Regions from separate parts of the Sus scrofa genome. Here region 2 is linked to region 1. Evidence: chromatin contacts called from public Hi-C data. All regions are on one chromosome and are shown on one strand. Each heading gives the region's core, a stretch centred on a gene start, on an enhancer-like site or on the middle of the called end of the contact. The rest is flanking DNA. Distances are from core to core; before and after follow the strand shown.

Evidence for each region. Hi-C and Micro-C count contacts between places; a contact is called where the count stands out from the background.
Region 2: a contact with region 1 is called in a Hi-C map of embryonic fibroblasts, with 1.9 times the contacts expected there. The contact joins the promoter of ZRANB1 here to the promoter of BUB3 in region 1. A contact is called at or near these places in 2 of 47 Hi-C or Micro-C datasets (embryonic fibroblasts and liver).

The regions. Positions count from the first base shown.
Region 1 is chr14:132,701,045-132,705,991 of Sscrofa11.1, reverse strand. BUB3 (mitotic checkpoint protein BUB3) reads right to left here and starts at 2,904. Exons shown (of 8, transcript XM_005671519.3): 1 at 2,710-2,904; 2 at 2,073-2,267; 3 at 1,254-1,323. The coding sequence starts at 2,267.
Region 2 is chr14:134,249,639-134,255,263 of Sscrofa11.1, reverse strand. It overlaps ZRANB1 (ubiquitin thioesterase ZRANB1), which reads right to left and starts at 1,337. Exons shown (of 10, transcript XM_013983854.2): 1 at 1,157-1,337.

The DNA of each region.
Region 1 (4,947 bases), core at 1,655-4,154:
GAAAACAAATCCAACTAGTATACATGAGGATTTGGGCTTGATCCCTGGCCTCGCTCAGTGGGTTGGGGATCCGGCGTATCGGTGAGCTGGGGCGTATATCAAAGATTCAGCTCAGGTCCCAAGTTGCTGTGGCATAGGCTGGCAGCTCTAGCGCTGACTGGACCCCTAGCCTGGGAACTTCCATATGCCAGAAGTACAGCCCTAAAAAGCAAAAAATTAAATTAAAAATAAAAATATATCATCTAAACTAGAAAATTATTTCATGAAGTTCAGCAATGACCTTCTGAGAATAAACAGCTAACTCCCTTAATTATGGTCTCTAGCATCAAAAATCTGGGTTTGGTTTTCAGTGCTTTTTTTCCTCCCAAGTTTTCAAATAAGACCTGAACCTGCAAGCTAACTTACTATGTAGAATAAGCTGCTAGCAAACAAAACCAAACACCTGCAGTTATAGTACATGACAAAATGGCTTTCATATAAAAGCCTCTTGTGATTAGGTTTTGTTTGGACAAGATATTGTGCCCATCCTCCCACTGTCCAATTCATCCTCATTAAGTCATACCTCGTGGCCTGCCTTGTCCTTCAAGTACATCTATGTCTAATGTGTGCATATACCCCCCCACACACACACAACTCTTAACTAAAAAGCTCTGTATATTTGGGTTCCATTCCAAGCTCTATTCTGCTCCAAAGTCAACATAAAAATGTGGGTATTTCACATCTCTAAGAAAGAGTTTCATCTTGTCATTCATTCAATAAACGCAACTGAAGCATATTCTATGCTAAAACAATCACATAAGCTGGGTTAATATGGTACCTGACAGTTTGGCTATTTTAAAATGTTAGATTTTTAAAAACCTATCTTCCTTCAGTGTAAACTAAATTAGCTTCTGAAAAGAGAACTCTGAAACATCAGTACTGTCCTACAGTAAGAAAATCCTATGGAAAGGTAGACCATTGCAGGATCCAATCCACTTCTGAGGACAAGAAAAGGTCAAATACTTAAGTGCCACTTCACGTACACACTTCGGATGGAGATCATGAGTTTTACTGATAAAATACATGCATAATATTTTGTGATCATAACAGTGATTTAAACAAAAAGTCCTAAATTCAAGTCACTACTACTTGTATCTAAGCTACTTAGGAATTAAGCAACTCAGGAACTACTTTTCTTAAATAAACATTTATAAGCAAGCAAAGTAAGCACTAATCAAGAAAACAATAAACTGATAAAAATGTGGCTACGTTACCTTGATCGGTATTCAAATCATGCATTTTTAATTGATGGTCTAATCCCCCACTCCAGGCATGCGTTGGATCCTACAAGATAAAGTTTCAAATCATTCAAAACTTACAAAGCTATTATTATTTTTTTTGGGCCACACCAGCAGCATGTGTAAATTACCAGGCAGTGGATGGAACCCAAGCCACAGGAGCAATTGGAGGGGCTGGAGTGACAATGCCAGATCCTTAACCTGCTGTGCCACAAGGGAACTCGTAAAACTTACAGCACTTCAAAAAGTGTTTTTAAATTCCTGTTTCTACAGCCAACTATTTCCTTTACATTCAAGATGTACAACAAGCTCAACATTAATTGCAGACAGAAAAAAAAGTTCAAAAAATAGAACAAATAAGTGTTCTACACCCTATGTCATCAAATTAAGAAAGAACTGTTCACCGCAGTGACCGAGAATAAACAAGCATTCCTAGTAGTTACTAAAAAGCCTTCCCTTTAATAAGTCAGCCAAATTTTACTGTCTTCTTTTGAGTTTCAAATTCATTATGCCCAGAAAGTTTGCAGAGGTACTCCATTAGAAGCAAAGGGGAGAACGAGTTTCCGACATTTGCACGTCCCCAGCGCCAAAAAAAAAAAAAAAAAAAGAAAAGAAAGAAAAGAGAACCAAAAAAACAGTACCTGGGGCAGATGTGTGTTCGGGCAGAGGGAGTGGAGTTAGTGAAGCTGTACAAATAACTCCAACGACAAAAGCCCCTGCTCAACACTGGAAAAGGGACGCTATTAACAAAGGAATCTCATAACATAAAAAGGGGGCAGGAGCGGAGACACCTACGTAGAAGGCGCAGTCCAGGACGGCGCCCGTGTGCTGGTACTTGAGCCGCATGGAGTTGGCCGGCACATCATAGAGGCGCACGGATGTGTCCCAGGAAGAAACCAACAGGAACTGGGAGGTGTTGGGGCTGAATTTCACCGAGGAGATGCCGTCCTCGGGTGGCTGGTTCAGCTTGAACTCGTTAGAACCGGTCATCTACGGAAAAAGCGCTCAGTGAGAGTCCCCAAGAATTCGGGGCCGGGGGGCCGCACTGGCTGAAGGCCCGGTCGCGGGGGCGGGGGGAGCAGGGGGCGGGACCTGGGGAAGGCCGGCGACACCGCCTCTGCGCCTGCGCTCGGCCGGCCCGCCAGCCAGGGTCGGGCCTCACCGCCACCCACTGCCGCCCCTCTAACGCGCCCCTCTTAAGCTCACGCCACTGCACCCCAAACTCTAGCCTTCGGTCTGGCCCGCCGCGCCCCTCCCCGCCGCGGGCTCCCGCACGCCCGCCTCTCCAACAAGGCCTGCCGCCCCGAATGCTCCTACAATAAAGGAAGAGCTATACAAGCGAAACCGGTTCCCAGAGGACGGCTCCGCCAGCCCTAGGCCCCAGGAGTTTCCGGGGAGTTCACTTCTGCGCCCGGCTACCATTTCCCGCTACCTTGGGCTCCCTTCAGAAGCAACTTCGCCGCCGCTCGACACCGCGCGCCACCGCCGCCGCCGCCGAGCTTCCCTCGCCGCACTCGCGGGCCGGGCGAAGGAGGCGGAGTAGCTGCTCCAGCCTATGCCTGCCATTGGCTGATTTCAAACGCCAACGCCTCACTCTAGGCCGCCGATAGGTCCGCCGGAAGGCGGGAGTAGGTCAACCCAGTCAACCTCTTCCGGCTCAAAGGCGAACCACGGACTTTCCGATCACGTGATCTCGTTTCACCACTAGGCTGAAACAGCCACGCCGGTCCTGGACAAGTGAAAACTACAATTCCCAAAGAGCATCGCGCCAAGGCAGCGCTCACGCCCTCTCCTGTCCTTATGTGCACGCTGGGAAATGTAGTCTCCTCGGGGGCCCACGCCCTAGTAGTCTCCTGAATAGCAAGCGGGAAAGATGCTTTTTCTAGTTTGACTCTTGGCGCCCTCTCCACCTCAGTTAATTTCTCACGCGCAATAACCCCGTTTTGGTCAGTACTTTTATAGAGCTAAATTAGTCTCCCTTCCACTGGACGTACATATATGCCCATGAAGTGAACCAAAAATTGGAATGGGGAAATATTTGCTCTAATCAATTGCGTATTTTCCCTACTTTTTTCTCCTGGAATTTCCACCTATGAACCAGGGTCTCACATTTACCACTGTCGTAAGATCTGCTGACTTCAGAGAAACTCATCCTTATTTATACTCTTCTTTGTCTCTTCATTCCATCTTTCTGCAAACATTAATTGAGCACCCAGTGTGTGCCAGGCCTGGTGAGAGATTGGAAATGTGCATTAATCAGACCATTGTTTGTTCAAGGAACTCTGTCCAGGAGGTTGAACAGACTGGGGAACAAACACTCACAATGTATTAAAGCGCAAAAGCTTCTTTTAGACATATGTTCAAGTAGGGTCCTGAAATGATAGCTACAAGCTTCTCCCCATCCACCCCCCACCCCAACAACTCCCTAAACTTCCAGGTTAGGTTTGCTCTATTTTCTGTTTCTAGAATCTTCCAGAAAGAGAAGAATCAAGAAGGTTGCTTCTGTATTAAGAAATAATTTGGCCTCCCTGAAAGAAATGCAATACTTAATTTATAACTAGAAGCTGCGACTTACTCTTGAATATCAAAGGCTCACTGAAATTTTTCAATTTAATCCATGCTATAAGGTCTTTTTCACTATTTTACTATGTGATTTCGTATGAAGTGGGAGGAAATTGTTGAGCTTAAGGTGTTTACTTTCTAAGGTACCTTGGTAGAGAAAAAAGTGTTGTTGGTCCTTAAACCATTCAAATACACAGACTCAGGTGCACTTCTCTTTATGAGTCTTGACACGGTCAACACACAACAACCACCCTTCTGCCCAGTGTATTGATGATATTCCAGCCAAAAGGACAGATCTTTGCCCTCCCTCCTCACCAGTCCTCATGCTTGGTTCTCTTTCAACAACTTAATGGCTAGGTTAAGAATTTTAAAGTGCAGTGCCTTGCCTCCACTCTAATTTTGGTTAAATAATTTTATCTCCAAATAATTTTATTTGGTTCCCTCTCCCAGTTGTTTATTTAATTCTACTAGTGTTTCGAGATTCTGAGCATGAATTATCCGCTAATAAAATCTAAGTGTATTTCATTATCCAGTGTGTGTATGATTCAGGTCCCTCTGGGCATGCAGTTGCAGCCGGACTCGATTTGAGTTTTAAGAAACGTCAATCTTTTAAATCCAGTTTAGACCCTGAAAGGAGGCTGATGATTTTGCTGATTATTCAAATGAATTGATAGTCCTGAGATAGGAAATCTGGCCACAATGGAGTCTTAAACATCATTTTAAATCCAAATGCAAAGCCGTGTGTGTGTGTGTGTGTGTGTGTGTGTGTGTGTGTGTGTGTGTGTACTTAGTTACCTATAAGAACGAGAAATTCCTAGAAACTAATCACACTGTTGGTTCAACCTTCGACTGTTAATTTCTGGATTATTTTTTTAAGTGAAATATCCACCATATGACAAATTGGAAATGGGTCATCTCTAAAAAAAGGCAAAAGTCACTCTGCCATTAACTGCCTAGAGGAAACCACTTCCTACAAAAGAATTAAGACCAAGAAGCATATAACTATCCAATACCGTTAAAAAAATCGTCTCTTTAAAAAAAAAAAAAAAAAGTCGTCTGTTGAAATGCAGACAAAAATGATATGGATGAAACACTTCTATACAAGTAG
Region 2 (5,625 bases), core at 88-2,587, 1.6 Mb before region 1:
TAGATTACTTTGCTAAGGCCCTTGGCACAAGCCAAGATCAAAATTCCTTATGGTTTCCCCTGGCTTATGTTCTGAACACTGAGTCATCCATGTTTGATGAAAACATGGGTACCCTTGAGGTCGCACAAGTGATAAAGAAATCAACTAAAGAGAGACCTCAGAGAGAAAAGCCACTCATTATGTAACGTTTCCCAGAGCTAAAGATTTCTCTTCAACTGTGTTCCCCAAAGAGTATTTTTGTACATTAAATGTACTGACAACAAAATATCATACGGCGAGCACACAGACCAAAATACTGGGCAGAGGAGACGGCGTTTAACCTGAGGGTCTACAGAGTTACGGAAAAGGCAATCAAATAACTGAAAGACTAAATTCTCAACGAGAGAGTTTCAAAACACCAGCGTATCTCAAAGATAATGGGCCGGCTCAAACTTCCAGGCTGAACCTAAACAGGTCCCTGGTGCTTAATGCAAGTATGCATTTCAGTCCTTTTGTCTGTGAAATGACCCACACCAAGCCACAGTGGAGAAAATAGCACCCAGTCGCACTGTACAAGCGTAACTGCGAGGAGAGGGGCAGACAGTCTTTCCACCAGTTCCAGCTCCGCCTCCCCAGCCCACCCCCGTCGCCCCCACCTTTATTTCCTTAGACAGAAAAGGCGACCAGTGGAGGCCACCGCGGGAGGCGGAGAGGAAGCCACCAAGGGACCGAAATCCAAGTTTGGGAACCTGCACCAACTTGTGGCGACGGACCCAAGTATTTCGGGCCTATTGCAGAATGGGAGCAAAATCCCACTCATCTGCCCGTAGGTGGCAGGAAAAGAAGTTGGGGGGAGGGGGAATCTGGCGGAAGAGAGGTGGCCGGGCCGGCGGCGCGTCCAGCCAGCGCGGCTGATCGATGGTCGGTAAACAAGCCGGCGGACCCACCCTCCCACAGCCCCGGGCCTGTCCCCGCACCTGGAAAGCCCAAGATGGAAGCACAGCGGGGCCGGGCCGGGCCCCCTCCCCTCTCCCAGCCTGCGAAGCCGCCTCGGGGGGCGCGGGCGGGCCGCCCGGGAGACCGGCGGCCTGGGCGCCGTCAGGGAGCGAGGGGCCAGGCAGGCCGCGGCGGGGCCGCGAGGGGCCTGCGGCGGGACGCCCTCCCGGGGCCCGGTTACCTGGCGGCGGCGGCGGCGGCTCCTCCTCCAGCTCCTGCTCCTCCTCCCTGTCCGACGCTCGGCGCCCGGCGGCCGCGACGGCCGCGGCGACTCCCGGAGCAGCCCGGGGCAACGAGCCGAGCCCGGCCCCTCTCCGCCTCCCTCCGCGCCGCCGCCCGCCCCGCTGCTGCCGCCTCCGCCCTCTCCCCTCAGTCAGGACATGGTCTCCGCGGGCCCGCGCGCGGCTCCCGGCTGCGGGAGGCAGGGGCAGAGGGGCGGAGAGCAGGCGCGGAGACGGGGGGGGCGCCGGGGGAGGGGGGAGAGAGGGGGGCGGCCTCGGACGCTGCGGGCTCCTAATGGCGGCGGTGCGGGACCCCGGAGCCAAATAAACCCCACGGCAAGCTGCACAACGTCAAGGCCGGACCCCGCCGCTCGCCGCCCTGTCATTGGCCCCGAGGCCGCGAGCGGCGCAGCCAATGGGCAGCCGCCTCTTTCCGGGCGCAGAAGGCGGGCCGCGGAAAGGTGACGTCACCCCGGCGCCCGGCCCGATTGTGAGGAGCCCCGCCCTCTGTGCGGCGGCAGGCCCGCTGGGGCTGCGGGACCTCGGCGGCGGGCGGAGGGCGCCGGGAGGCGGCGGGCCAGCGCGGCGTGCGCAGGGTTTGGGGACGCAGACTGGGCGGCGCGGAGGGCGTCGTGGCAGCTGCACTGCTCCGCGTGACTCTTCCCTGCGACTGATTCACCACCCTTCTAAGTCCACCGCGAAGGCTCCCCGAGCGGACTCCTTAGTGCCCGATTCGGCCTCACTTTGCCTTAGGGAGTTTCAAAGTCTTGATACCAGGGAGGATAAAGATTTAGGTTTTGAAAGTTTAATCTTTATGTATATTTTACGTCTGTTTTTTATTCCTGCTTTCGAGACGGCTATCCATTTATGTGTGTGTATGTGTATATTTATAATGTATGTATTATATATGTACCCATATACATCATGAAAAAGCATGAAGTTATATGCCAATTATATCTCAATTAAAGAAAAAAAACTTTTAAGCCATGGAGGCTGCTTTTTGTGCAGTCTCCACTACCACCACTACCTCCTACCTAACTCTAGTTTTGGGTAAACTGATTTTCTAGTGGTTGCCTTCTCTGTGAAGTCCAAGAGTAAGAAAGAGGATATGTTATAGCCGTGGAAAAAATACAGCCAGGAGAATTAGCAGAGCCCAAGTTCTAAAGAGACTATGTTAAGGAGTTACCTGGTAGCACAGCAGGTTAGAGACCCCTCCTTGTTACTGCTGTGGCACCGGTTCCATCCCTGGCCTGGGAACTTGTACATTCCCAGGGAGGCCAAAAAAATAAAAGGATTTATAAAGAGAATATGTTATATGGTGATGTATTTTGTGTATTTCTTTTTTAATGTAACCATAGCCAGATAGTCTAAGTCATTTTGCTATTTGCTAAGACCCCATGAGTATGTCATATTTTTCTGGCTGGAAAACCGTTTTTTCCCAGTGAAATTTCACCCTGCACTTTTCACAGTTCAGATTTTATTTCGAGAGTTTGAATGACACAAAACACAGCAGCTCTTTAAAAGTTGTAAACCTCTTTAAAAGTTATCTGTTGAAGAACTACAGCGCTGTCAAAGGGCATTTAGCAGTTCTATTGAACACCTCAATAGAAAGAATGTATTTTTCAGAGTTTAATTGGATTTTTATAACTTGGGTGGAGACTATCTAGCATCACTGTACCTGGTATTCGTAGTCTCTCTTTGCATGTGTATGGCAAAGGATGTGTGAGCTACTTCACTATGGCTGAAGAGTAATAATCTATATAGCTTCCTTTCCCCAACAGTTTGTTTTGTAATTATTGATATGTTTTATCCTCGTAGCCATTTCTATGATAGATTTTCGATAACCACCACCTTTCCAGAGAAACATTATTTGCTCAAGGATGCATCAATAAATTGAAATGCAATAGTCTTTTGCCTACAAAACTTAATACACATTCTCAAACATATAACTAACACAATGGTACATAAAATTACATCACGTTATTGTGTAAGAACAAATGATTCCACCAACATGTCACTTTGAAAATATTTTAAGAGCCTTCCTGAATCTCACCTACAAGTTAGCAAGAACCACAGGATTGGGTGTTCTGCTTAACTGGGGTTGTAGTTCTTTTTGTTAAAGGAAAGGGATATTGTTTGGGTAAGCTTATTAACTCCTCGCTCAATTTAGCTAAGTACCATGTGCCAAGGAAGAACAAGCACACGAAAATGCGTAAGACACATTCCGTGTTTGGGAAAACTACAGCATAGGAAAGAGGGCAAGGCAAAAATAACCATGATTATAATATGAGGTAGAATGTGCTAAGTAGATTCAAATGAGAAGCATCTTGTAATTGAGAGGAAGAGCAGATCCAAAAATGAATATGTTAAAGCTGAAAAGGTACTTGATACCAGGCCAGTGGGTCTCAGCCCTGGCTACCCATTAGAATTACCTGAGGAACTTTTCAAAATATGCATATCTGGGCCCCACCCAGACCTACCGAAACCATCCCCAGAAGGATAGCTTGCACTGGCTATGCTTTCAACACACTCCCCAGGTGTCTAGAATGTGCAGGCAACTACTGACACTGTCCCAGCCCTGCAGCTTGCAGATTGAGAAACTAATGCCTAGAGATTTTAAGTGACTTACCAAAAGCCAGACCATCGAGATCTAAAATTAGAACACAAAGCTCTTGATTCCCCTGTCAAATCTTTTTTCCATTGCACCACATTTGTAAAAAAGATATCAGCAAATAGAGCAGGCAGCATTGTTACAATGAAGGAACTGATTTGTCTGTTTGGCACAGAGACTAAATTATCATTCTCCTTATATATATTTCTGAGAAATATTTCATTGGGAAAAAAGTATCCACTGTTGTTTTCTTTAAAAGTTCTTTTTGGAGTTCCCTGGTGGTTCAGCGGGTAAGGATCTGGCATTGTCACTGCCGTGGCACCTTTGATCCCTGGCCCTAGAACTTCCACATGCCAAGGGTGCAGCCAGAAAAAAAAAAAAAAAAGTCAAAGACCTAAAACCAAAGTAGTGGAAGTAGTGGAAATGGAAAGGAGGGGACAGAAGTGAAATAGGGAGACAGTAGAACATCCAGGGTTTGCCAGTGTCTGAATCTAGGGCGAAGAAGGAATGAAAAGTCAGAATCAAACCCAGGAGAGGAACTAGATAAGAAGGGATGTGAACTGCTAGACCAGGTATCCTGGGCTCAGGAGATGCTGACAATTTGACAGGCTGGATCTGGAGGTAAACGTCAGGGAGTTATCTAGGTAGAAGTTACCACTGAAGCCAGAGGAATGGGAAAGAAAAAGAAAGACTGCCAAAGGAAGAGGAAAAGATGGGTCAGAAAACCAGGAGATGAAAAGGGATTCTAGAAGCCAAAGGGGAGGAGAGCCTTAAGAACATAGAAGAAGACCTAGGAATCAGAAAAGAGAAAAGGTCCCTGTATTTGATAAGAGCCTTACCGACCTTCCAGAGAAGAGTTCTCAATAGGATGGTGGGGATAGAAGCCAGATTTCAAAAGCTGAAGGCGTGTATGGTGTCAAATCTGTGACTATAGACCCCTCCACTTGGCAATGGAAGGAAGGCTGTGATGTAGGCCGGCAGCTGCAGCTCAGATTAGACCCCCTAGCCCAGGAACTTCCATATGCCTCACATGTGGCCATAAAAAGAAAAAAAAAAAAAAAAAAAAAAAGGAGTTCCCGTCAAGGTGCAGCGGAAACAAATCCGACTAGGAACCATGAGGTTGCAGGTTTGATCCCTGGCCTTGCTTGATCCGTGGGTTAAGGATCTGGCATTGCCATGAGCTGTGCTATAGGTCACAGACGCGGCTCGGATCGGGCATTGCTGTGGCTGTGGTGTAAGCTGGCAGCAACAGCTCCGATTAGACCCCTAGCCCAGGACCCTGATGTGCCACGTGTGCGGCCCTTAAAAAAGAAAGAAAGAAAGAAATTGTCATAAACCTTGAATGAGGCATCCCGATACAGTAGACATTCAGTTACAAGAGGAATTATCGAAATTCTACTGAGTCTTTTAAAGAAGTTGGAGACATCGAGGGTCTGGAACAACTTCACTGGTGTTACTCTCTGGACCTAGAAACGTTCTATAAGAGGCAGCTGGGTGAGGCGGAAAGGACACGGACTTTGGAGTCAAACAACCGAGTTTAAGCGCTGCTCTGCCTCATCGCTATTCTCTAAGTTCCAGTTTTCTCATCTGAGAACTACAGGGTCCTATTTCCCTGGCAGTTTACTGAAGATTCAATGAGATAAGAGGTGAGAAGCCCGAGCAATAATCATAAATTGGTTCCCTTGCTCTGTGCTTCACTTAATTCAGATGTTTGTTGAGGAAATACTCTGTGTCAGATACTGGGGTGAATGCTGGCTGTGCGCACATGTGCACATGCGCGCGCACGCGCGCACACACACTCAAAAAGGCTTCTCTGCA